2 separate regions of the Anas platyrhynchos genome follow, and region 2 is linked to region 1. A link is a contact called in public Hi-C data. All regions are on one chromosome and are shown on one strand. Each heading gives the region's core, a stretch centred on a gene start, on an enhancer-like site or on the middle of the called end of the contact. The rest is flanking DNA. Distances are from core to core; before and after follow the strand shown.

Region 1 (6,414 bases), core at 3,525-6,024:
TCTAAAGCCTAATTTCACACACAGCACAAGATTACAGTTGTAATTACAAGCCTTTGATATTCATATCAATTTCCCATTTATTATCTACAAATGTCAGAAATTGAAGCTCCTTTTGAAAAAAAGCTGAACTCCAAGCAGTGAATCACACCTTGGTTCTTCGTCTATTTAGAGTCTATCCGGAGTTTATCCAGACAATAAAGCATTTGTGATTCATGTGGGGAGAATAAATTAAAAACTAACCATGATGATCTAAACCAGGACTGTGAGAAGAGAGACAGAACTTGAGAAAACTGCAGAGTAACCTCAGAATGTCACGATGCTCTGGCAATAGAGGCTTTTCCAGTACATGACATGAGCAGCTGAGTGGAAATATGCCATAGCTGTTTCAAGATGTCAGCAGCATTCCTGTCCCCAAAGGCTGTAAACTGCAGCAGAGAATTCAGAAACTGCCCACATGTTGCCTGCCTGTTTCAAGGCAATTATATGATACAGAATTGGATTAGACTAGATTTATGGGCATTCCAAGATTCTGATCCACTTCAGCTTCTGGAGCACCCCCATGAGACTTCCTCAAAAGACAGTGGAGGCTGAGTGAAAAAAGAAGCAAGCTATGTAACCGTTTGTGGTGTAAAGGTTCACCCTTGCTCTCTCTCAGCAGGAATTTTGTAGGCTGTAGCCTTCTAGGCTAATTAAAGATGCCTATGAAAAGACAATCAGTTAACACAAACAGTAGATCCAGAAGCTATCAAGTATTCTGGATTACCATGTTGAAAAATGACTGAAGAGGAATTGCACCTTTACTGGGCCTTTCACCCAGCTGCAAATAAGGGTACTCAAGCCCCTTTGAAGTAAGAAGGCTCCAACTTAAATGTTTTCATCAAGAATCTCCATTGTATACAAATGTATGAGTAGGATCTACGAAGATAAGAAAAAATATTTATCTGCAGATCTTTAAAGTAAAGGCAACGCTTCATGGGAAAAAAAAAAAAAAGACACTTAACTGACATATTTCCTACTTTTTGTGTAGGCTCCTACACTAATAGAGCAAACCCCAAAAGACCAACGGATTGTACTTAAACTGTATTTAGGAACACCAGTCCTACTCCCACATTCGAGTAGAATCAAGATGGCTGCTAGGGTATGCATCAGGATGCAGGAGCTTAAAAGCAAACAAACAAACAAACCAAAAAACAATAAACACAAGCCCTGTCACTGTATAAGTAAGTATACCTACAGCTCAGCACTGGAATGACATCCTTTGAAGGAGAAAAGTGGAAAGAAGCAGTGCACCAGTCCCATCTTCCCCTTATTAGTTAAAGCCTATACTTTTGATATAGCTTTTGTTTTTTTTTCCCAGATTACATGACAAAAACAAATACTTTGCAACAGGACATAGAAAAGGTAATTTGCCTGTAACAAGCAGATTGATGACATATTATCAGGCTTTTTTACTAGGAACATGAGCCAGCAGTGTGCTCAGGTGGACAAGAAGGCCAACGGCATCCTGGCCTGTGTCAGGAATAGTGTAGCCAGCAGGGCCAGGGAGGTGATTGTCCCCTTGTACTCTGCTGTGGTGAGGCCGCCAGAAACTTTCACAGAGGTCCATCAACAGCTTATATGCACTCCAAACTGAGGGAAATAATTTCCAAGAACAGCCCCCCACAGAATCAAGACAACACCAGCTCTGTATCACCCTGTAGATGGATTTCAAAATTGTTCTTATAGTCACCTATGCTCTACACATAGACACCTCTATGCTCTGCTGTTTCAAATGAAACAAATCACAAATTATGTCTTGGAAAACGGGTGAAATATTTGCTTAGGAAGCAAATGTAGCCAGCAGGGAGGTGATCATCCCCCTGTACTCAGCTCTGGTGAGGCTGTACATTGAGTACTGTGTTCAGCTTTGGGCCCCTCTCTACAAGAAGGGCATCAAGGCCCTGGAGCGTGTCCAGAGAAGGGCTGCGAAGCTGGTGAAGGGCCTGGAGCACAAGTCCTGTGAGGAGAGGCTGAGGGAATTGGGGTTGTTTAGTCTGGAGAAGAGGAGGCTCAGGGGAGACCTCATTGCTCTCTGCAGCTACCTGAAAGGAAGCTGTGGGGAGCAGGAGGTTGGCCTCTTCTTTCAGATAACTAGCAATAGCACTAGGAGTGGCCTTGAGTTGCACGAGGGGAGGCTCAGGTTAGAAATGAAGAGATACTTCTTCTCAGAAAGAGCAGTCAGATATTGGAACGGGTTGCCCAGAGAAGTGGTGGAATCACCATCCCTAGGGGTGTTCAAGGAAAGGTTGGACATGGTGCTTAGGGACATGGTTTAGTGGGTGATATTGGTGGTAGGGGATGGTTGTGCCAGATGATCTTGAAGGTCTTTTCCAACCTTAATGATTCCATGATTCTGCTGCAGAACTGAAGAGACAAAGGGCAACCATATTGTTCACCACACTACTGGGAAGGCTAAGTGACGAACACACATCTCGGTCCCATTTTCACTGTAGCCCTGCTTCTAATTCATACTGCAATGTTCCAGATCTTCTAGTACATAATTACTATTATTTATTTAAAAGTGAAAGGAGATGGAAAAAACTTGCATACATGCACAACATCTCCACTGATCCAGAGCTCTGATAAGTTGTTTGCTTTTTAATTCAAACTGTATCACTTAATCCAGCTCACAGTGTGTGTGTGACATATGAAGCTTAAATGCAATGAAGGATATCACACAATCTGCCCATTATAGCAGTCCCTGCGCTGTAACTCTTAGAGTGGTTCACAGGGGTGAAATCAAAATGGCATCTTCAGCTCAAAGATTTTTTTTGCAGAATTTTGCCTGGATACAGTTAAAGTCAGATCAAAATAGAAACACAGGATTTGAGTTCTGCAGGTATTTAATTACTCTTCAATTCCCTATAATAAAGGGGATAACAAATAGCCTGGATGCTACAAAAAAGCCACTACAGAATGTGGTATTAGAAATCCTTTTCCTGGATTACTGAGTAAAGCACATAATCTCTGAATAGTTTTATTGATTTTAATTATGTATTAGAGAAACTCCTAAACAAAACCAGGGAGGTTGTACATATAATTGTGCAATGCATATGTCAGTCTCATATGCAGTCTCATATGTGAGTCTCATAATGCATATGTGGAAAAAATATTAACTGTTTCTCATGGAACTTCGTTTTTTTTGTTTTGTTTTAATCTGTCAATGCCAAAACGATACTGCATAGGAAACTTGTTTTCCTAACACTTAAAGCCTGACACTCACTTCATTATATTGAAGACTTTCAGAAAGCAGACTAACCATTTTGAGAGAAAGAAAGAGCAGAATTAAGAATTTCCAATAGCATTTTTTGTTCAGGCGACTTTAGAAAAAGCTAATAAAATCCCCAAATATTTTTGTTCATTTGTTTGCTTGTTTTCTTAAGATGATTTCTTCTACTCAGGCCCACCAAGGTTTCTGTTTCTTTGCCTCTAGAAACGAGCATCTTTAGGAAACTCATAGAAGACAAGCTGACAAGTTATTTCCTCAAAATGTCGACAATCCATGCAGGTTGGGAAAACACTGAGCACAGATTCAGTGAACGACTCGCAATTAATCCGGAGAGCCACTAGGTGGTGCGGTGATGCTGTCTGTAACAGAGGCCTACGCAGTCCCCCTTGCTGCACAGAAAGTTGAGTAAGGCTGTTGTTCCTACTTCGCAACTTGAGACTATCACTTTCACACATAAAATGGCCATTTCTGTGAAGAGCTGGATTCATTATTATACAATATCTTAAATTATTTTTCAGAATAGTTTGGCATTTGAGCGATTTTCATAGATACAATCTGTATAAATAAATAAAAGAAACGTTGAGAAAGGTCCAATATCTTCCTAGGCTGAAATCCTACCTTGAAACTTTTATTTCAGACTACAAAATGACAAGAATCGCCCAGCAGGAGAGCACCTGAAGACTGGCACAAAGGAATTCCGGCCACGCCAGCCAGCTTCATCGGGGCCCAACTCAAACATCTCTGTGCTAACACCTGTAGTACAGGGAGTAAACAAGGCGTTAGAGGTGTACGCACGCCTGCAGGGCTATGAGCTCACCGACATTACACAGAAGTGGTGGGACGGCTCTGTGACTGCAGTGTTGGAATGGAGGAATACAGGCTCTTTAGGAAGGACAGGCAGGGGAAAAAAAAAAAGAAAAAAAAAAAAGGAGCAGCTGGAGTGCATGCAGCTCTGCCTGGGGATGGGTGAGGAGCTGACAGAGCCTGTGGGCCAGGATTAAAGGGAGGGCAGGGACAGGTGACATTTAGTGGGGGTCTGCTACAGGCCACCTGATCAGGAAAACCAAGCAGCTGAGGCCCTCCACAGGAAGAGAGAAGCAGCCTCATGTTTACAAGCCCTGGTCCTCACGGGGGACTTCAACCACTCTGGCACCTGTTGGAGGGACAGCACAGCAGGGCATGGGCAACCCAGGAGGTTCCTGCAATGAATTAATGATAAATTCTTTCCCAGGTGACAGAGGATCTGATGAGGAAAGGTGTTGACATGGACAGGGGCATTGAGCGCACCCTCACCTGGTTTGCCAGTGACCCCAAGGTGCTGTCAACACTGAAGGGAAGGGATGCCATCCAGAGTCACCTGGACAGGCTTTAGAGGTAGGCCTCTGAACTCATGAAACTTCTGGAACTCAAGAAGTTCAACAAGGCCAAGTGCAAGGTCCTATCCTGAGCTGGGGCAATCCCAAGCACAAATATAGGTTGGGCAGAGAAAGGATTGAGAGCAGCCCTGAGGGGAAGGACACAAGGGTGGTGCTGGATGAGAAGCTCAACAGGAGCCAACCACGTGTGCATACAGCCCATAAAGCCTACTGTATCCTGGGCTGTGTATCCGTACCCACACAAACGCAGTGTGGCCAGCAGGGTGAGAGAAGTGATTCCCCTCCTCTGCTCTGGTGAGGCCCCAGCAGGAGCACTGTGTTCAGCTCTGGGGCCCACAGTGCAAGGAGGACATGGACATGTTAAAACTAGCCCAGAGGAGGGCTACCATGATGATCAAAGGGCCGGAGCACCTCTCCTACAAAGACTGGCTGAGGGAGATGGAGTTCTTCAGCCTGGAGAAGAGAAGACTCCAGGGAGAACTTACAGCAGCCTTCCAGTCCCTAAAGGGGGGCCACCTACAGGAAAGCTGGGGAGGGACTCTGTCAGGGAGTGTAGTGATAGAATAGCTTTAAAATAAGAGACAGTAGGTTTAGATTAGATATAAGGAAAAAGTTATTTACTCTGAAGGTGGTGAGGCACTGACACAGGCTGCCCAGAGCAGCTGTGGATGCCCCATCCCTGGAGGTGTTCAGAGCCAGGCTGGATGGGGCTTTGGGCAGCCTGGTCTGGTGGGAGGTGTCCCTGCCCATGGCAGGGGGTTGGAACTGGGTGATCTTTAAGGTCCTTCCAACCCAAACCATTCTGTGATTCTATAATTCTGTTAAGACATGGTATTAGTGTTTTTGTTTTGTTTTCCTTTAATCTCAATTTTTAGGAGCACACATTCTATATTATCAGACAAACATGCCTTTTTTTTTTTTTTTTTTAAATTTCAGCTTTATTAAGTCACTTTCTTCCACAACTAGTTCCAGGATTAATCGCACAGTTTATATAAAGGAAATAGACGTCCCCCCAAAGGGAAAAACATCCAATACTCTAGAGATAAACCATACGCATTACTTATCAATCCCACCAAGACCCCATGGGAATAAGTAGCAGAAAAATTCTAAACAAGAGCTTTGAACCAATACAAAATGACTCTCTATATAAAGTTAGAAACACTACATTCAGTACTAAAAATAAAAAGAATCACTGCCATGTTTTTGGAGTAAAGCTTTTTATTCTAGCCTGAATTCTTTATTGTAATTTGACCTGAATGGAAGTAGTTAAGTACCTTTACACTTGCCTGCTCCTACTTCTCATCAGCAGAATGAGGACACCTCAAAGGACCTCAGACAAAGCTGTAATTTGTCATTAAAATGGAAAAGGCGAGCAAAACACACACAGGAACTTTCTAAAGTCCACTTATATTCCACAGTACTTGTTATCTCTGCCAGTAAGAATGACAGTCATTCCAATTCAGCACCTAGAAGCTACATGTATATAGGATTATATGGTGTTTTTAAAACTATAATACTTATTGCACAACTATGTTTTTAACAACTGCTCCCTCTGTAACTATTAGAAGTGGACAAATGCAAAAACAGCTACCTGAGCTCTTCTGACAATGTGCTATGAAGAGCAGTCCTTATTTAGCACTGCCATGAAGAAAATAATGATGTGAAGGGCAAAAAGAGGTATATTCCCAGTAGACTGTAACAAATTTGGGATGTAAACTCATGATCAGTTTACAACCTTGACATGCTACACCAAGAACATACATGTAAAAG
Region 2 (6,429 bases), core at 3,453-5,952, 44 kb after region 1:
ATGTAAAAACACTTAATCGTGGGAAAAAAAAACATTTTCATTTGTGACTGCCTACAAACTAACTTTGTAGCCCGTCCAGCAGCTTAGAGCCCCCTTCTCTTACAAAGTAATTCCATGTTACTAATTTCTGACATATCTTGAGGTTCGTCAGCAATGAAATAATTCTCGCAAGGTTTGACTTTTCTTTACTCCAGTCTCCATGCTCTTATTTGTGCTACTAGATTATAGATTTACAGCTGTGAGCAATAAAATATAAATCAAGACATCTCTGGTTAATACTGCTGGCAGGTTGCCCTGCTGGTTATGTTAATTCAGAATTGGTTTAGAAGGGCAAGAAGAGCCTACTTCTCTGGTTGTCATCAGTTCAATCTTTTCTATGTATCTGCAGTCTTACATCTGTAGAGATAGAGCAGAGTAAGAGCATGTTGTGATGATTAGCCCTGAATATGGATATAAAGGTGTCGGTATTCTTCTGTGTGTTCCTTAGTGCCATGTTAAGTACTCAGCATTATGTTACACTGTGTGCTACAAAAGCACTGTAAATAAATTGGTTTCCAAAGAATTAACAACATTTTATACCATTGCTTACATTATGTGTCAGCTGTGGCAGAGTACTATTGCTCTGTCATTGTAAAGGTTAACTTCTAGTGCTGGGTTTTTAAAACTTTTAACCCTACATTTGGCAGCACTTTTGAAATAATAGAAAAGACAACTTGAGCTGTTAGGAACTTTAAATGCAAGATACTTTGATCATATTTTAAGAAATTCTACTGCATATGTTTTTTACTATCATATGAATGTTTTAGGGCTTCTGGAAAAACGTATATATTCCTCAAAATAGATTTTTTTTTTTCCTTCTGGACACGAATATGTAAGTTGTGTGAAGAAATGAAGTTTAGTAAGAACTCATAGGTATAAGAAGACCTTCACCACGTTCGCCACCTTGTGGCTTGCTGCAGCACTAGCCTTGCTTGTCTGGAATTACCCTCGGTAAACCTGGCACTATTCAACCCTTATCTCTCAACAGAAACTTTCAAGGCAGTATTCATCGTACAGTCTGTGCAACAAAGGCGTACACGTAAAAGTTAGGATGGATGTACAAACAACTCTTTAGAGCCCCAGAGGGAGTGCATGTCAAGCGCAAAACACTCTGCAGTGCCTGGAGACAAGATTACGGCAGAAACCAATTCATAACCTTCAGATAACAAACTTTAAAATACTACAGAGGTTAATGACAATGTTTTTGCTAATTTTTGTCTTAAGCTCTTTAAATCAGTCTAATAGATGAAAATATGCTGAAACATACGGAATAGTAATAGTTAAACAATTCATTGCTATTCACCAGAAAAGTAATTAGACACAATGTTATCACACATTGATTAAAGCAAGGAATAATATGTGCTAAGCGCAAGAACAGAATCTAACTAACAATATGTTACTTTTTATCTTAGCTATGAAAAATAAATAATAAACATTATGATGACATAAAGTTGCACAGGAGCAGGTCTGAAAACTACAGTTGTGTTTTTGTTTGTTTGTTTCCCCCCCACCTCCGTATAACCCAAACCATCTGGTTCAATGTCCTGAGCATAAAAACTTAACTGAGAGAGCTAGCAGAAAGCAATCTCCAAATGGTAAGATTGGAACAGGGAACAGTAGTTATGCAAAATAATAATTAAAAAAAAAAAGCTTTATGGAAAGACCTGCGCTGCAGACAGCAGTGTAGGGAGAAATGCACTTTCCTCCTAGTCACGTATATGGTTTTAAGATACAACCCATTTCAGCAATTTTACATAAAACTAATAAACTCCTTAAAGAAATACAGTGGCCATTTCTGTCTGTCACCCTGTAAAGCAATATGAGTGGGTGACCTGTTAAAGGCTCCAACTATCAGGCTATCAGCCACGCAGCGTCTCATGTGACCAAAGCCTTCTCCCTGTGCATGCTCACTTCTCAGTTTTGCAACAACCTGTTGAGACATCCTCCGTTGATCCTCTTCACCACAGGCTCAACCTTTATCAGAGGCAGATCAAACATAATCTGTCACGGCTGTTCAAGGCACATGCTCCCTCTCAGTACTCATGGCCATCAGTGAAACTGCTCTACCAGTAACGTGATTTACACATACTACACCACATAGGCCTGCTCTAGCATTTACCTTGAAGATTCGGGTTGCTGATGTCAGAAATCAATGTAAATTTAGAAAGACATAGAAATTGATTTCTGATTCGACAGTGGTCTCTACCTCCTCTTAGGCTCAGTCATTATTCTATATTACGCCTTTCCCTACAGACTAAACATTTTAAATTGTCAAATCAGATAACCACATCACTTTTTACCAAAATAGTCAGTAGAAGAGGCATATTTTTAGCAGTAAAGCTGTAAAAGAAATACTTTTTAAGTTCTGTCCCTAAGGTGACTAGTTTAAAATTCTCTTTCAAAGAAATAAATCTACAGTAATTAAAAGTGTTAACAGAATATTTAAAACATACCCCTAAAGAGACATCGTAATCTTCTGGGGTAAAAGGCTTATCGGTTAGGTCCTCAAAGAAATCTGCTAAGGAGTCCAGTGTTTCTTCAGCCAGTTTTTCATAAGTGGTCTCATCTAAAGAGCTACGAACAACATAAGATCACATAATTAGGAAGGAAGACATGGAAGGCAGAATTTTCCATATAATGAAAAATACCAAGACCGTGGAGGACACAGTAATCATGAAACAATCACATTAAACAAGCAGTCTTTTTTTTTTTTTTTAAAGGTGATATAGGCAGGTAACAACACACCTTATAAATGGAGGTGGAATTTTAAAATTTGTGTAGTAGAGAACTCCAATTAAAGACCATGTACTTCTTTTTTTAGATAATAGTGACCTATGAGTATTAGGAAGATAGAGTTAGGTGTCAAAATAAGGCATTTTCATAGAAGAACCTTCTGTAAGAACAAAGGAAGCCATAGTTAATGTTTGAAACTGTATGGATAGACACAAGACTCTCCCGTTTAGAAGCACAAGTAATTTGACTATACGGAACCAAATGTAGCTACAAGCAGAGATTTAGAAACATCAATGTCAAATGTCATGTCTACATGCAGCACTTGATTTCTCCCCTGGAATTACCAACTAGTTATCATTTAAAATGCACACATGAACTAATGCTTTTACAATTAACTTCTTCAGCTTCTCAAAGAACCCTTGTAGCCATTACATAAGGCTTACAACACTTACGAAACCGCTTCTGTTATCCTCTTTAAGTCTAGAAATGCTATCAAATCACTGAAGTTTTTCTTAAAAAACTGTAGCAGTGTCAGCTTTTAAAGATTGTTTTAAAGATTCTGTTGGTATCTCTACCAACAGACAATTTGGTGAAATCACTTGTTTTGCTAAGAGATACAGCAAAACAGGAGTTACTGTGATCTACGGGGACTCGGTATATTTCACCTGATGTAGAATGTACTCTTTAAAAACATTTCTTATTAGTCAATTACCAAAACACACTCCACACCACTTACCTCAGGGATACCACAGAAATACCTACAGTTCCAGAGAACAGAAGGCCTGAGGATTAGGCAGGACTCACGTACTGATTCAGGATGCAATTCAGGTACCTAATGGTAAGCACCATTCTAGACATCTGCACAATATTTAACTGGGCCTCCAACTGCAGCATCATCCAGGGAGAAGTCTCTCACGGGTACCCTGTCACATCCTGCCTGTGAAAGGCACAATTTTCATGTTCCCTGACAATGTGAGATGGTGCCAGGCACCCACCTTTCGGTACAGGAGTTGTTCCCTGTGTAGCCTCCCAGACACACACAAAATGATTTTCCCTAGAACTGTACTTTTCCTGTGAATCATTGTATCAACATTATATTAGTTTGATAGCTGCACCACATCTACAATTGTTTTAGAAGGCACAGGCGATATTTTCATATGAATAACATAGTCTGGGAATATTCTCAGAACAACATTTACCTTCTGTCACTCAGAGTCCCTGCGTTTCTCACACTCACAAACCGCACCGCCCTGCTCTTCAGCTCCGACGCACACTGTAGCTGCTGTCGAAAATAAATGTCAGTAAAAGGGAATTAAACGTTAAAACGCGAGGAGCATGAATCATGTAGTGGTCACACAAACTGAACAGATTTGAAGACCTCGCCGTCCTCAAGTAAAATATTTATATTCTGTATTACAGAGCTAATACCGGAAGAATTATGCAGCTTTAGTCCCTTGCATGACTGAGTCCATCAGTAACATCCTTGTTTTCTGTTACAAGCGAGTGAGAAAAAAAATAAAAATAAATATAGATATAGAATGGAGAGCTATTTTTTTCGCTGTAACACAAAATGACAGAGGAGGCCCGAGCCACACTCGGGCTCCCCCCCGGGCTCCAACCCCGCGGTGCCGGAGGAGCCCCCCCGGCCGCGGGGCAGGCCCGAGGCCGCCCCGCTCCCCTCCCGCCCCCCTCCCGGCCCCGCACTCACCGCCCGGCCGCGGACGGTGGCGGCGGCCGCGGCCCCGGCCCGCTCCAGCGGGGCGCCCCCGGGGCCAGCGCTTCGCCGCCGCGCCGCCGCCCGCCGCGCCGCCCGCACGGCGCAGAGCGCTGCCGGCCTCCACATGCCGCCGCCGCCGCTCGCTGAGGAAGCGGCCGGGGAGGAGCCTGCACCGCACGGCCCGGCCCGGCCCGGCCCGGCCCGGCGGCGGCTAACGGGAGGCCGCGAGGCCGCTACCGCCCTCCGCCGGCGCCGCGGGGAGCAGCGCAGCGCGGCTCGGCCCCGGCGCCCACAGGCGCTGCCCCGGCTCGGGCTGCCGGCCCGGCGGGGCGGTGTGGAGCTGGGGAGCGGTGTGGAAAGCGTTACTTACACACACACACACACACACAGAACAAAAATAAATAAAAAGCAAAAGACTTACCATGGAGATAGATAAGAACTAACAGGCGCTTACTGCTTGATTACCGTGTGCTGCGTTTTTACACGTCTAAAACTCACTGGAGTAAACAGCTGGCACCTTGCGATGCTTCAGGAAATAGGCCGTCAGCTTTTCAGCAAAACTTGGTGTGTTTCTTTGGTTGGTTGTTTTTTTTGTTTGTTTGTTTGTTTGTTTGTTTTTTTTTTTTGTTTCTTGTTTGTTTGTTTGTTTGTTTGTTTGTTAAAGCAAAACTTGGTGTGTTTTATGTTTGTTTGTTTGTTTGTTTTTCTTTCAGCCCAAAACCCAGAGAATTCAAGTAGGCTGTGCACATTTCAACTGAGACTTTTGATGTGTGTAGTTGAAAGCGGTTTTACCAAACCAGGTAACTTCGCTTCGCCACCCCGTCTCTTTCCAGCAGTGTCCTGAGTGCTGTTCTGTTGCGAGTGCCTTCTCTCGGACTGTATGCGTCCTTGTTGCAGTCTGCCACTGCAGTTTTTATATGTCATCTGGACACAAGATGCTCTCTTGTTCCTTGAAGACTGATCCCACGTGCTTATCACTACTGGAAGAAACTACTTGTGTTTTTGCAGCTACAGTGGTCTAAACGTTGAGATAAAGCTTGCAGGGAGAAATAACTTTTATCAGTCCAAAAAATATGTTAGTAAAGCAAACAGTTCTTTTTTCATACGTTGGTGGGGAGAGGGTAAAGCAGCTGGAAGAATGCTTTTTTTTTTTATTTTAGTAAAAGATAGTGCCTGCTTATACTTTGCCATTCCTATACAGCATCCTATCTAGTTTGCCATTTCTATAAAACATTATATTTTCTGGTAGTTTCCAGGTAGTTTCAGTGATTTTTCTTTAATGGTCCAAGGTTACATGCAACTCTCAGTAGGAAACGTGCATCTCTTGTTTCTAAGTTAATAACAAGTCAATGAATTAGCGTAGATGGAGCATTTTCTTCATTGTTAGCATTCTTAGTCTCGAAACTCTCAAGAAATTGACAACAATGTTCACGGTAATGAATTTCACAGTGCATTACTACCAGAGATGATTGTTTCCACAACTTCGAAAGGGTACAAAGAATGTGATTTCTCCAATGATTCATTACGTTTTTTGTCACGATCCTTGTTCCTTAGATTAATGTTCATACCACAGCAAGTTGCTATCCGTACCTTTTTAGGCTGGCATAAAATACCTGCCAAGCATTTCCAGATGCAAAGTGGCTGCAAGCTCAGGCCTTGTGCCTTCAGTCTGTAAAGAGTCAGTATCAATCTGTGAGCTACTGCATGCATCCTGGCAAAAAGGGGTCAGCAAATGGCCTCTGTGTAGCACAGCTGGAGCACATGACCTCTTTTATATGACCTTTACCACTGCCTAGCGTTCTGGGTTTGGGCAAGTAATATCAAGTTATATGAAATGAACTTACCTGCAGCATAAGCAAAGGCACCAGGAAAACAGATCTGGGGATAGGAGTTAGTGTTTTCAAACTGCTGAATTCTACTGCAAGGACACAAAGTCACAA

What was found. A called contact is a pair of places that touch in the nucleus more often than the background predicts.
Region 2: a Hi-C map of subcutaneous adipose tissue shows a contact between it and region 1, with 4 times the contacts expected there. The contact joins the promoter of FXN here to the enhancer-like site in region 1. A contact is called at or near these places in 5 of 8 Hi-C or Micro-C datasets (F5 follicle, liver, skeletal muscle and 1 more).

Annotation. Positions count from the first base shown.
Region 1 is chrZ:37,511,502-37,517,915 of IASCAAS_PekinDuck_T2T, forward strand. The region is part of intron 3 of TJP2 (tight junction protein 2); the gene reads right to left. Among named protein-coding and RNA genes, the nearest start is that of TJP2, 32 kb to the right of the region's middle. Within about 2 kb of position 4,775, at least 2 of the 8 cell types and tissues checked have an H3K27ac peak or open chromatin away from gene starts, as enhancers often do.
Region 2 is chrZ:37,556,051-37,562,479 of IASCAAS_PekinDuck_T2T, forward strand. FXN (frataxin) reads right to left here and starts at 4,703. Exons shown (of 5, transcript XM_027446906.3): 1 at 4,481-4,703; 2 at 3,972-4,051; 3 at 2,493-2,613. The coding sequence starts at 4,615.